2 separate regions of the Mus musculus genome follow, and region 2 is linked to region 1. A link is a contact called in public promoter capture Hi-C data. All regions are on one chromosome and are shown on one strand. The core of a region is the stretch at or near the end of the contact, and the rest is flanking DNA. Distances in the headings are between cores, read along the strand shown.

The links. Promoter capture Hi-C pulls out the DNA fragments that hold promoters and counts their contacts.
Region 2: a promoter capture Hi-C map of liver shows a contact between it and region 1, with 4 times the contacts expected there. The contact joins the enhancer-like site here to the promoter of Ces1a in region 1. A contact is called at or near these places in 11 of 39 promoter capture datasets (the 3T3-L1 cell line, 3T3-L1-derived adipocytes, the HPC-7 cell line and 3 more), 2 of 15 datasets of contacts at CTCF or cohesin (embryonic stem cells and stem cell-derived epiblast-like cells), 129 of 484 Hi-C or Micro-C datasets (the 3T3-L1 cell line, the 63-12 cell line, the AML12 cell line and 57 more), 14 of 115 datasets of contacts at active chromatin or transcription factors (astrocytes, cardiomyocytes, embryonic basal ganglia and 6 more) and 4 of 9 other capture datasets (adipose tissue, embryonic tail, liver and 1 more).

Annotation. Positions count from the first base shown.
Region 1 is chr8:93,046,072-93,050,876 of GRCm38.p6, reverse strand. Ces1a (carboxylesterase 1A) reads left to right here and starts at 2,685. Exons shown (of 14, transcript NM_001013764.2): 1 at 2,685-2,820. The coding sequence starts at 2,769.
Region 2 is chr8:93,093,278-93,098,082 of GRCm38.p6, reverse strand. No RefSeq gene overlaps it. Among named protein-coding and RNA genes, the nearest start is that of Ces1b, 16 kb to the right of the region's middle. Within about 2 kb of position 1,957, at least 3 of the 459 cell types and tissues checked have an H3K27ac peak or open chromatin away from gene starts, as enhancers often do. A contact at or near this core is called in the N1E-115 cell line, hepatocytes and liver, where this site is marked.

The DNA of each region.
Region 1 (4,805 bases), core at 1,436-3,935:
ACATCTGCCCAGGATTTTCTAGCTTTCATAGTCTCTGGTGAGAAGTCTGGTGTAATTCTAATGTCTGCCTTTATATGTTACTTGACCTTTTTCCCATACTGCTTTTAATATTCTTTCTTTGTTTAGTGCATTTGGTGTTTTAATTATTATGTGGCAAGAGGAATTTCTTTTCTGGTCCAGTCTATTTGGAGTTCTGTAGGCTTCCTTTATATTCATGGGCATCTCTTTCTTTAGATTAGGGAAGTTTTCTTCTATAATTTTGTTGAAGATATTTACTTGCCTTTTAAGTTGGGAATCTTCGTGCTCATTTATACCTACTATCCTTAGGTTTGGTCTTCTCATTTTGCCCTTAATTTTCTGGATGTTTTGGGTTGGGGTTTTTTGCTTTTTGTATTTTCTTTGACTGTTGTCAATGGTTTTTTTTTTTGTTTGTTTGTTTGTTTTGGTTTGGTTTTTTTTTTAATGGTATCTTCTGCACTTGAGATTCTCTCTTCTATCTCTTGTATTCTGTTGGTGATGTTGACATCTATGACTCCTGATCTCTTTCCTAGGTTTTCTAACTCCAGGGTTGTCTCTCTTTGTGATTTATATATTGTTTCTATTTCCATTTTTAGATCTTGGATGGTTTTGTTTGTTTCCTTCACCTGTTTGATTGTGATTTCCTGTAATTCTTTAAGGAATTTTTGGGTTTCCTCTTTAGAGACTTTTAGCTGTTTACCTGTGTTCTCCTGTATTTCTTTAAGGGAGTTATTTATGTCCTTCTTAATGTCCTCTATCATCATTATGAGAAATGATTTTTAGATCCGAATCTTGCTTTTCCACTGTGATGGTGTATCCAGGACTTGCTATGGTGGGAGAATTGGGTTCTGGTGATGCCAAGAAACCTTGGTTTCTGTTGCTTATGTTCTTATGCTTGCCTCCTGCCATCTGGTTATCTCTAGTGCTACCTGCCTGGCTATATCTGACTGGAGCCTGTCCTTCCTGTGATCCTGGTTGTGTCAGAACTCCTCAAAGTTCAGTTGTCTTTGGGATCCTATAATTCTGGGATCCTGGGATCCTGAGATCCTGGGTGTGTCAGAGCTCCTGGGAGTCAAGCTGCCTCTGGGACCCTGAGATCCTGGTGTAATCAAGTTCCTAGGAGCCTCTGATCCTGTGATCCTGTGTTCCTGAACATGTTATAGCACCTGGGAGTAGAGCTTCCTCTGGGTGTTGTGGGACTGGCTGTGGAGTTTGTGCCCAAGGTCTGCTTAGGGCACTGGCTAAAAACCAGAAGCAACCTGTGCTAATGGTCGGGTGGACTTCCTGGGTGCCTGGGTCCTGCTGTTTCCAGTTACTTCTGGGACTAACAACTTTTAAAATGTTACCTTCATCTTTCAATATGATTTAAGGTGTCCCCACATTTTCAGGAGATAAGGTGAGTCCAAGGCCAGGCCCTTTCAGTCACTCCTAAATCCTGCAGACACATGTCCCTAACAGGCTTCTTCAGTTCATTAAGCAACAACTTGTTCTATTTTCCACCACAGTAGAATTTTATTTAATTTTGTTTTCTGAAAAAGCTCCCCCACACACACTTGTTCCATGATATCAACCAGAACTAACACCATAAAGTCCCATTGACCTTAGTATTTCCCAGTGTCCAGCAGAGGGAAGCACAGGAACAAAGGAACATATTTTTCTTCACAGATCCAGGGAGGCTGCTGGTGTGGCTGAGATGGTGCAGATCCAGACAAGACTAGAGGCCTTAACACAAAAACAGATTAGGAACAAAACCTCAGTATGGTGGTATGAGTTTGTAATCTCAGTATGGTGGTATGAGTTTGTAATCTCAGTACCTAGGAAGTAGAAACAGGAGAATCAGAAGATCAAGGCCAGCTATGGATGAAACCCTGCCTTAAAACAAAAATTAGAAACCAGTATCATCAAGTGGGTTCCCTGATTTCTCGGGAATATGTAGAAGTAGGGAAAGGTGAGAAGATGTGTTTCACAAACATCAGTGACTCAACTCCCACGAGTTTCTAATTTCAAATCTTGGCATTTTATTTTACTGTGGAGAAAAATACATTTTGGCAAACGTCCAATAAATGATGGATACTGTGGAGAGATGGAGTTGATTTAGCACAGAAATTTTTCTCCCAAACATATTTAAAAGTAGTGAGCTCTCCGAGTCTAGAGGTGGATGGCAGATGGCTTGGCCACTTGGTAGGAGCATTGGGAACCTACTTTAAGCATCAGAAAGAGAACTACTCACAATTTAACTTCACTTGCAGACTTGAGAACACAGAATTTCTGAGCCACTATCTGAGGGAAGTTGTAGATATGTTCTAAACTCCCCAGACAGCAGCTGTGGAGCTGAGCATTGCTCTAAAATTTCCAGCCCTTTCTGAGGGTCTCAGACCAAAGCTTAGCCCTGCCTGAAGATGCCATTTGCTGTGCATGCCTTTGGGAAGCTCAAGGTGGACGGAGGTTAGAGTGCCACGGGAAAGAGCTTATGTAAGATGTTGTTGTTTGAGATCATATGTAATCTGATAGTTGAGTCTGGAACCAATTATAAGAGCTTGAACTAAGGCTATGTATGGCTTGGGTTGCCATCAGACTCCTGGGAGCTCTGTGGAGCAGGCAGAGCACCTTGTCATCTCATGATTAGGCCACTGGACCACACATGGATGGATGTGGTAACAAGGCCTCACCATCTAAGACAGGTTATACAAAGCCCTTCAGAAGAGCACCAAGATCTCGTCACAGGGCCCCAAAGCAACTGGCCTTCCAGCATGTGGCTCTTTGCTCTGGCCCTGGCTTCCCTCAACACTTGCATGGCTTTGGGTAAGTTCTTCCAAAACACAAACACTTGGAGCTCTTTTGAAGCTCCTAAGCCAGGGCAAATGGGAGTGTAAATGCGTATGAAGAGAAGAGAGGCCAGGTTCCATTCTGTATCAGAGATCACCAGCATGATTTCAAAATGGGCTTGGAGCAAAGGAACCCAGCAAGCTCCTCCCATCACAGAGATCCAGGGAAAGAAAACCATGGTGATACTGCAGCTGCAGGTGCTAAGAAGTCATTGAGCTAGCATGAGAGGCCCTAGCTATCTCCCAGATCTTACTCTATCTCTGGGTAGACATAAAAAGAGGCTCAGCAGAGTTTTAACAGCATTGAGTCAGGAGCCAGGGCACAAGGCTAGAGTCTAGTTCAGCTCTTCTGATCCCCATGACTTTGGGAAAGACACTTCAACTTTGCAGTGTCTGGGTGATGAATCTGGAAAATGGAAAGCAATAGAGCCTTCCTTACTGGGCTGTACTGAGGGTGGCATAGGTGGTTGTTTTGTAGCTCTTAGCATAGTGTCTGGTCTAGAAGCACAATATATGGATGGACGTAAAGGGGTGATATCTTTAATGGGTATATTAATAAAAATTTGAAATATGGTCAAGCCAACATGTTAAGAGCCAAATGCTACTAAGAAGATAATTTGTTCCTCAGTCCCCAAGAGATATTGGTATGAACTGTATGTTGTATGAGAAGGTGATTAAGAGGCACACCTTAGACTCAGGAGCCTGTCATTGTAGGAGAAGGACCACAGACACACCTAGATGAGAGAGGGAACAGAAAGGAGCTGCAAGGAGTTGGAGGAGGGATTAAGGCCTTCACATCACCAGGGGGGGCTGGGACTTGTACTGAGGGAATGAATAAGTAAATGAGGGGAGATGGAAAGGAATTGCATACGTGAAAAAGCAGAGTTCAGAGATTCAGATACCAAGGTACAAGTTCTGGCTGGGAAGAATAAATGGGCTACAAATACTGCTAAGTAGAGACCATGGGAACTGGGGGGGGGTCTGAAATGTACAGGTGCATGATGTGGAGACTCTCAAATCCCTAGATAAAGGACTGAGGTTTGCTTAATGGTCAAGTAAAGAACAGGGACCATTCTGGAGTCAAGAATATTCTCCTGGCAGTTCTTAACATGGTCATCCCAGCCAGGCTAGCCTGCGAGCTCCATTCTTGTGGCACATACAGTTCTTCCCTAACTCCCTACAGCTTCGTCCCTGTCTTGGTCCTCCTTTGTTTGGCTCTATACAAAGCCAGACTGACCATCTGTCCTGATGCTGAAGGGCATTGGCATTCTTGATCATGGTCATGGATCATATGTTCTCCTGTGTGGCTTCAGGGCATCAGTATCTCAGAGCATCCCTCTCAGAACGTGATTCTATTCTCTCATTCACCAACTGTTGCCACTGAGTACAGACACTTTGTCAACATCTCCACTCAAGTGTGTGGTCAGAAATAAATAATGATTCAAAAATGGTCTTACCAAAGAGAACAGCCAATAGCCCTGGAAGGTCTTTTAGGAAACCATATTGCAAAACAAATCAGGGTCTACTCCAAGCACTGGAAACAGTCCCAACTGAGAACAACACACTAGAGTGGTCACAGGAGGAAGGGCAAACAAAGCACCATGGAAGTCCAGGGAGACATGGAGAAGGGGCTGGAAGAGTGTGAGAGCTACCTCTGAGCCAAGATCACTAGCTGTGGTCCATGTTAGCTCAGTGATGCTTTCCTGCCACCTGAAGTGGGTAGAAATGAGTAGCCAGAAGGTGGAAAGTGGACCATTGAGATGAGAAAATATAAAAAGAAATAAAAGATTACTTATCAAATGGGGGTATTCATATGGGGCATTTACTGTGCACCAGATGTGTATTCCAAGTACTTTATAATCCTTCTCAAAGAAGCCTAGCTAAGTAGGCACTAGCATAGCCACATTACAGATGAGGACACTGAGGGATGGAGAGAATCCTGAATGGACTTCCTGAAGATGG
Region 2 (4,805 bases), core at 708-3,207, 48 kb before region 1:
ATTGGGCTGTGGTTTTAGAGTATTGCATTATTCTTGAGAAGGTTAGCTAGAGCAGAACTCCCTAATTAGAACCATGACTTAGGCATGAAAGCCCTTGGCCCGGAGTGTAAAGATCTCACCCTGGCTTCTAAGAATATAGCTAACCTTAAACAGAGCTGACTTTGTCTCAGATGTTTTATTGCCCAGTTCCTGCCAGTCTTTGTGTTTGCATTTCTCTGTTTTGTGTAAGAGTTATTAAGCATCAGGTAACCTCATTGTACCTTGCTGATGTGTCACCTAACTTCCCTATTTTCTTCTGTATTAAAACTCTGGTGCTCAATTTGACAAATTACGTTCAAATACAGCACACTCCCTTGTGTCTGTATTTGTTTGTCGTTTCTCAACAACTCCTGCCCACCTGTCCGGAACCCTGATTTCTCCAGCAGATTGAGGGGGGCTGACTGAGACCAGTCCATGGCACCTGTCTCTGAAGGTCCAAATACACAATAATGCACAAACTTATTTATGTGAAAAAACAAAACCCCACTACCTCTGCAAAAATAGTATGGGAGCCTCTCTTCCCAGAGCTCTTTTGAAGACCCACTGAGGCCAGGCAAGCAGAGCTTTAATGTTTCCCTAAGTCGAGTGCAAGACCCAGTCCTGGGTGAAGGCACTAGGGATCTTTTGGTACCTGAGAGAGGCAGGATTACTGAGAGGATCCCAATTCCAAGACTGGGGACACGAGGTCTCACTAAGGTTAGGACTAGATCAGAGCTACAAAGACAGATCCCAGAACCTGCCATTTCATCAGCAGATGCAAGGTAACATCTAACTGAAGTCTACTTGTAGTGGAAAGTAAAAGTATGGAAAGAGACCCTCTGGGAGGGTCAGGTGAACAGAGTGGAAGGACCTGGAAAAAAAGGACAAAGATGGAAGAGAATAAGTTACAGTAATGAGCAATTTTTCAGCTTCCTGTAATTTATACAACTCTGCTTCAAAATGCAATGTATAATATGGAAAGATTTGAATATTGCATACCAAGCACAACTCCTAAACGTTTTTTTTTTTTTTTGCAGTGCCAGGCATTAAATTTTTTTAAAAAGAGGTTTCATAGTAATTGATTGCTGGAGATAAATGATTCTCGCTTTCAAAGAAAGCTAACTTGGAAAATGGCAGAAGAAATAAATGAACGTTTGGGAAAGTAGTGAATGGAATTCACCTTGTTAATAACTTTGCTAAATAAAATAGCCTTAAACATATTAGTTAACAATGGTCTCGAGACTGGATTTTAAAGCCCAAACCCAATTATGTGCTGAGTAACACAGTGCCTGACTCCACTTTGCGACCTCTATCTCCATATCTGGAAAAGCTGATTAGAAAGCCTGGGCACTTCCTGTCCTGGTGCCAGTGTAAGATCCAAGCCTCACAAGCTCACCCTGGCTTTAGTCCCAACAACAAAAGTCCTAAGCCACTGGCCTTTCCTTTCTGATTGAAAGTTTTGTCCTGTCCACCACACTGTGGCTAAGACTGCCACGCTGCATGTAAGAAGACTGTGCAATTTCTTTAAGGGAGGGGAGGTGTGGTTAGTATACATTCCCAGTAGAGACACACACAGTGGAAAAGAGAGAGAGATAATCCAAAGGCAGGAGACAAGTATACCAAACAGATACTGAAAGAACATGTGGTGGCTATGTGAATATCATGTTAACAGATACTGCAAGAAACAGCATTACAGGGTAAAAATAGGGTCCATTCTCCAATAAAACATGAAAGTCTTCAGTGTGGGTACACATAACCATAATCATACAGGCTTTGCATGACATGTTTGTTACCTCCCCCATAAACACACACACAGACACATCCCAAGATAAAGTTGAGTGTTGTTGTGATTTTCAGAAGTTCTCAGGATTGACATGGAAGGGAGAGAGAAGAGAGGCCAGAGGTCAACCACTGGCAGTGTGGAGCAACGGAAGAATAAGGCAGTCCATGGGACAAATGGGAGGTGGTATAGCATGGTCAGAGATCCCTAGAACAGAAGAGGGTGAGTTATGTATGTACATGAATGGCACCTGGACATCTATTTACTTTGACAATCTGATCCAAACTTCTTGTAGAAGATCACTGTATGAGCAGAGTAGTGTACATACAGCCTAATTTTCTAAAAAGTTCTCCAAATCATTTTGTTAATGTCCTTGACACTGAATATGCACTTTAACTAACAACTTTTAACATGATACCTTCATCTTTCAATGTTGATTAGGGCATCCCCACATTTTCACAAAATAGGGTGTTTCCAAGGCCAGGCTCTTTCAACCACTCCTAAATCCTGCAAGCATATGTCCCTAACAGGCTTCCTCAGCTTATCAAGCAGCAACTTGTTCTATTTTCCACCACAGTAGAATTTTATTTTATTTTTTTCTGAGAAAGCTTGCCCTACCAACAACCAGCATTGATCCTTTTCTCTTGTTCCATGACAGCAACCAGAGCCAACACCAGTCTTATTGACCTGAGTATTTCCCAGTGTCCAGCAGAGGGCAGCATAGGAATAAAAGAACATGGTTTCCTTCACAGCACCAAAGAGGCTGCTGGTATATGGCTGAGATGGTATAGATCCAGACAAGACTAGAAGCCTTAACACAAAGACACATTAGAAGCAAAACCTCAGTGTGGTGGTACATGTTTGTCATCTCAGCACCTAGGATGCAGAGATGGGAGAATCAGAAGTTCAAGGCCAGCCATGCCTGAAACCCTGACTCAAAACAAATATTAGAAACCAGTATCATCAAATGGGTTGGCTGTTTTCTCCAGAATATGTAGAATATGTGCTTCACAAGCATCTGAGACTGAAGATCCACAAGTTTCTAATTTCAAATCTTTGCATTTTATTTTACTATGGAGAAAACTACATTTTGGCAAATGTCTGATAAATGATGAATACTGTGGAGAGATCAAATGGACTTAGCATAGAAACGTTTGTTCCCAAAGTGTGGAGGAGACACTGAAGGAACAGCCATCCAGAGACTGCCCCACCTGGGAATCCATCCCATATACAGACACCAATTCCAGACACTATTGAGGATGCCAAAAAGTGCTTGCTGACAAGAACCTGATATACCAGCTCCTTAGAAGCTCTGCTAGAGCCTGACAAATACAGAGGTGGATGCTAGCAGTCAAACATTGGACTTAGCACGGGGTTCCCAATGGAAGAGTTAGAGGAAGGACTAAAGGAGCTGAAGGAGTTTGCCACTCCATAGGAAGAACAACAATATCAACCAACCAGACTCCCCAGAGTTCCCAGGGACCAAACCACCAACCTAAGAGTACACATGGTGGGACCCATGGCTCCAGTCACATATGTAGCAAAAGATGGCATTGTCTGGCATCAGTAGGAGGAGAGCTTTGTTAATCTACAACAAGTTGCTTGGTTATGAGTGTACATTATAATTGTATACTGGTTGAAAGATTTTGCTGGGATAGTTAAGGGATGGAAGAAAAAAATAAAGTAAGGAGTGGTGTGGTATGGCCAGAAAATCATAGGAGAGGCCCCTGGTTCTGTGAAACTCCGTTCCCCGGTGTAAGGGAATGCCAGGGCAGTGGGGTAGGAGTGGGAAGGGGGGAGGGGGTGCACCCTCACAGAATCAGGGGCAGGGGGGATGGGATAGGGTGGTTCTTGAGGGGAAACCAGGAAGGAGGATAACAGTTGAAATAAAATACATAAAACATCCAATAAATTTAAATTTAAAAAAAGATGAGACATATGGAGGTATAAAAGGATGAAGGGAACAGCTTACCTTTCTGGGGCCAGGAGCACTGTTGCCACTAAAATTCCTAGACAAGGCTATGCTAGGATACTCTTACCTAACTGTTTGGAAAGATAAGCACTTATCTGTATATCAGATCCATGCCATTGCCCCCAGTATCCCAGTGTGGAACCTCACTGAGCACTAAGACTAAGGAGGGATGGTTGAGATGGACCAGGCCAAGCGAGGGTGGAGAAAGAGTTAAAGGTGTTTTGAGGAAAAAGCAAACCCTTGGGGAGGAGCTGTGCAGTGTGAGCGGCTTCTGAGGTCCCTGATGCCAGTTGCTGGATAGATCTGGTGAGGAACACAAAGGCAAGAAGCCAAAGCTGAAAGAAGCCGCTCCAGAAGGAGATGGAATGATATTCCTCTGACTGACTCAGAGTTTTATATGGAGCCCTTAACTTTTCCTTTTCCCTTCTTCCCCAAGTGTGGAAAAAAAAAAACCAAAACAAAACAATACAAAACAAACAAACAAAAAAACTAATGAGGAAACCTAGGGCTTTCCTCCTCTTACTCAAGATTCAGAAAGCTCCCAGCCATATAAAAGTGCACTGGAAATTGTCCTTTTCTTCCCTTGACCCTCATTAGGACCGCCTTCATCACGACCATGAAGTTTAGCTGTGCTGAGTTTTCAAGAAATGTCAACTTTCCATGTTAACTTTGTTAACGATTCCTTGTCATCTAAAGGTGTGTTGTTCAATATTCACGAGTTTATGTCTCTTCTCTAGATTCTTTTGCTGTTGATTTCTAGGTTCGTTTCATTGTCAGATATAAAACAAAAAAAATGCGTCAGTTTTTTTTTTTTCTCATTTGTTAAGGTCTGCTCTGGGTATCGTATTATCTATTATAGAGGAAGTCTCATGAGCTGCTGAGAAGATTCTGGGCTCTGGAGTATTTGGATGGGATGCCCTGCAGAAGTCTCTTAGGTCCATTTGACTTATATTAATGTCATTTACCTCAGATGGTTCTCTGGTTTTAGGTCAAGGTACTCTATATAGTGGTGACAGTGGAGTGCTAATGTCACCC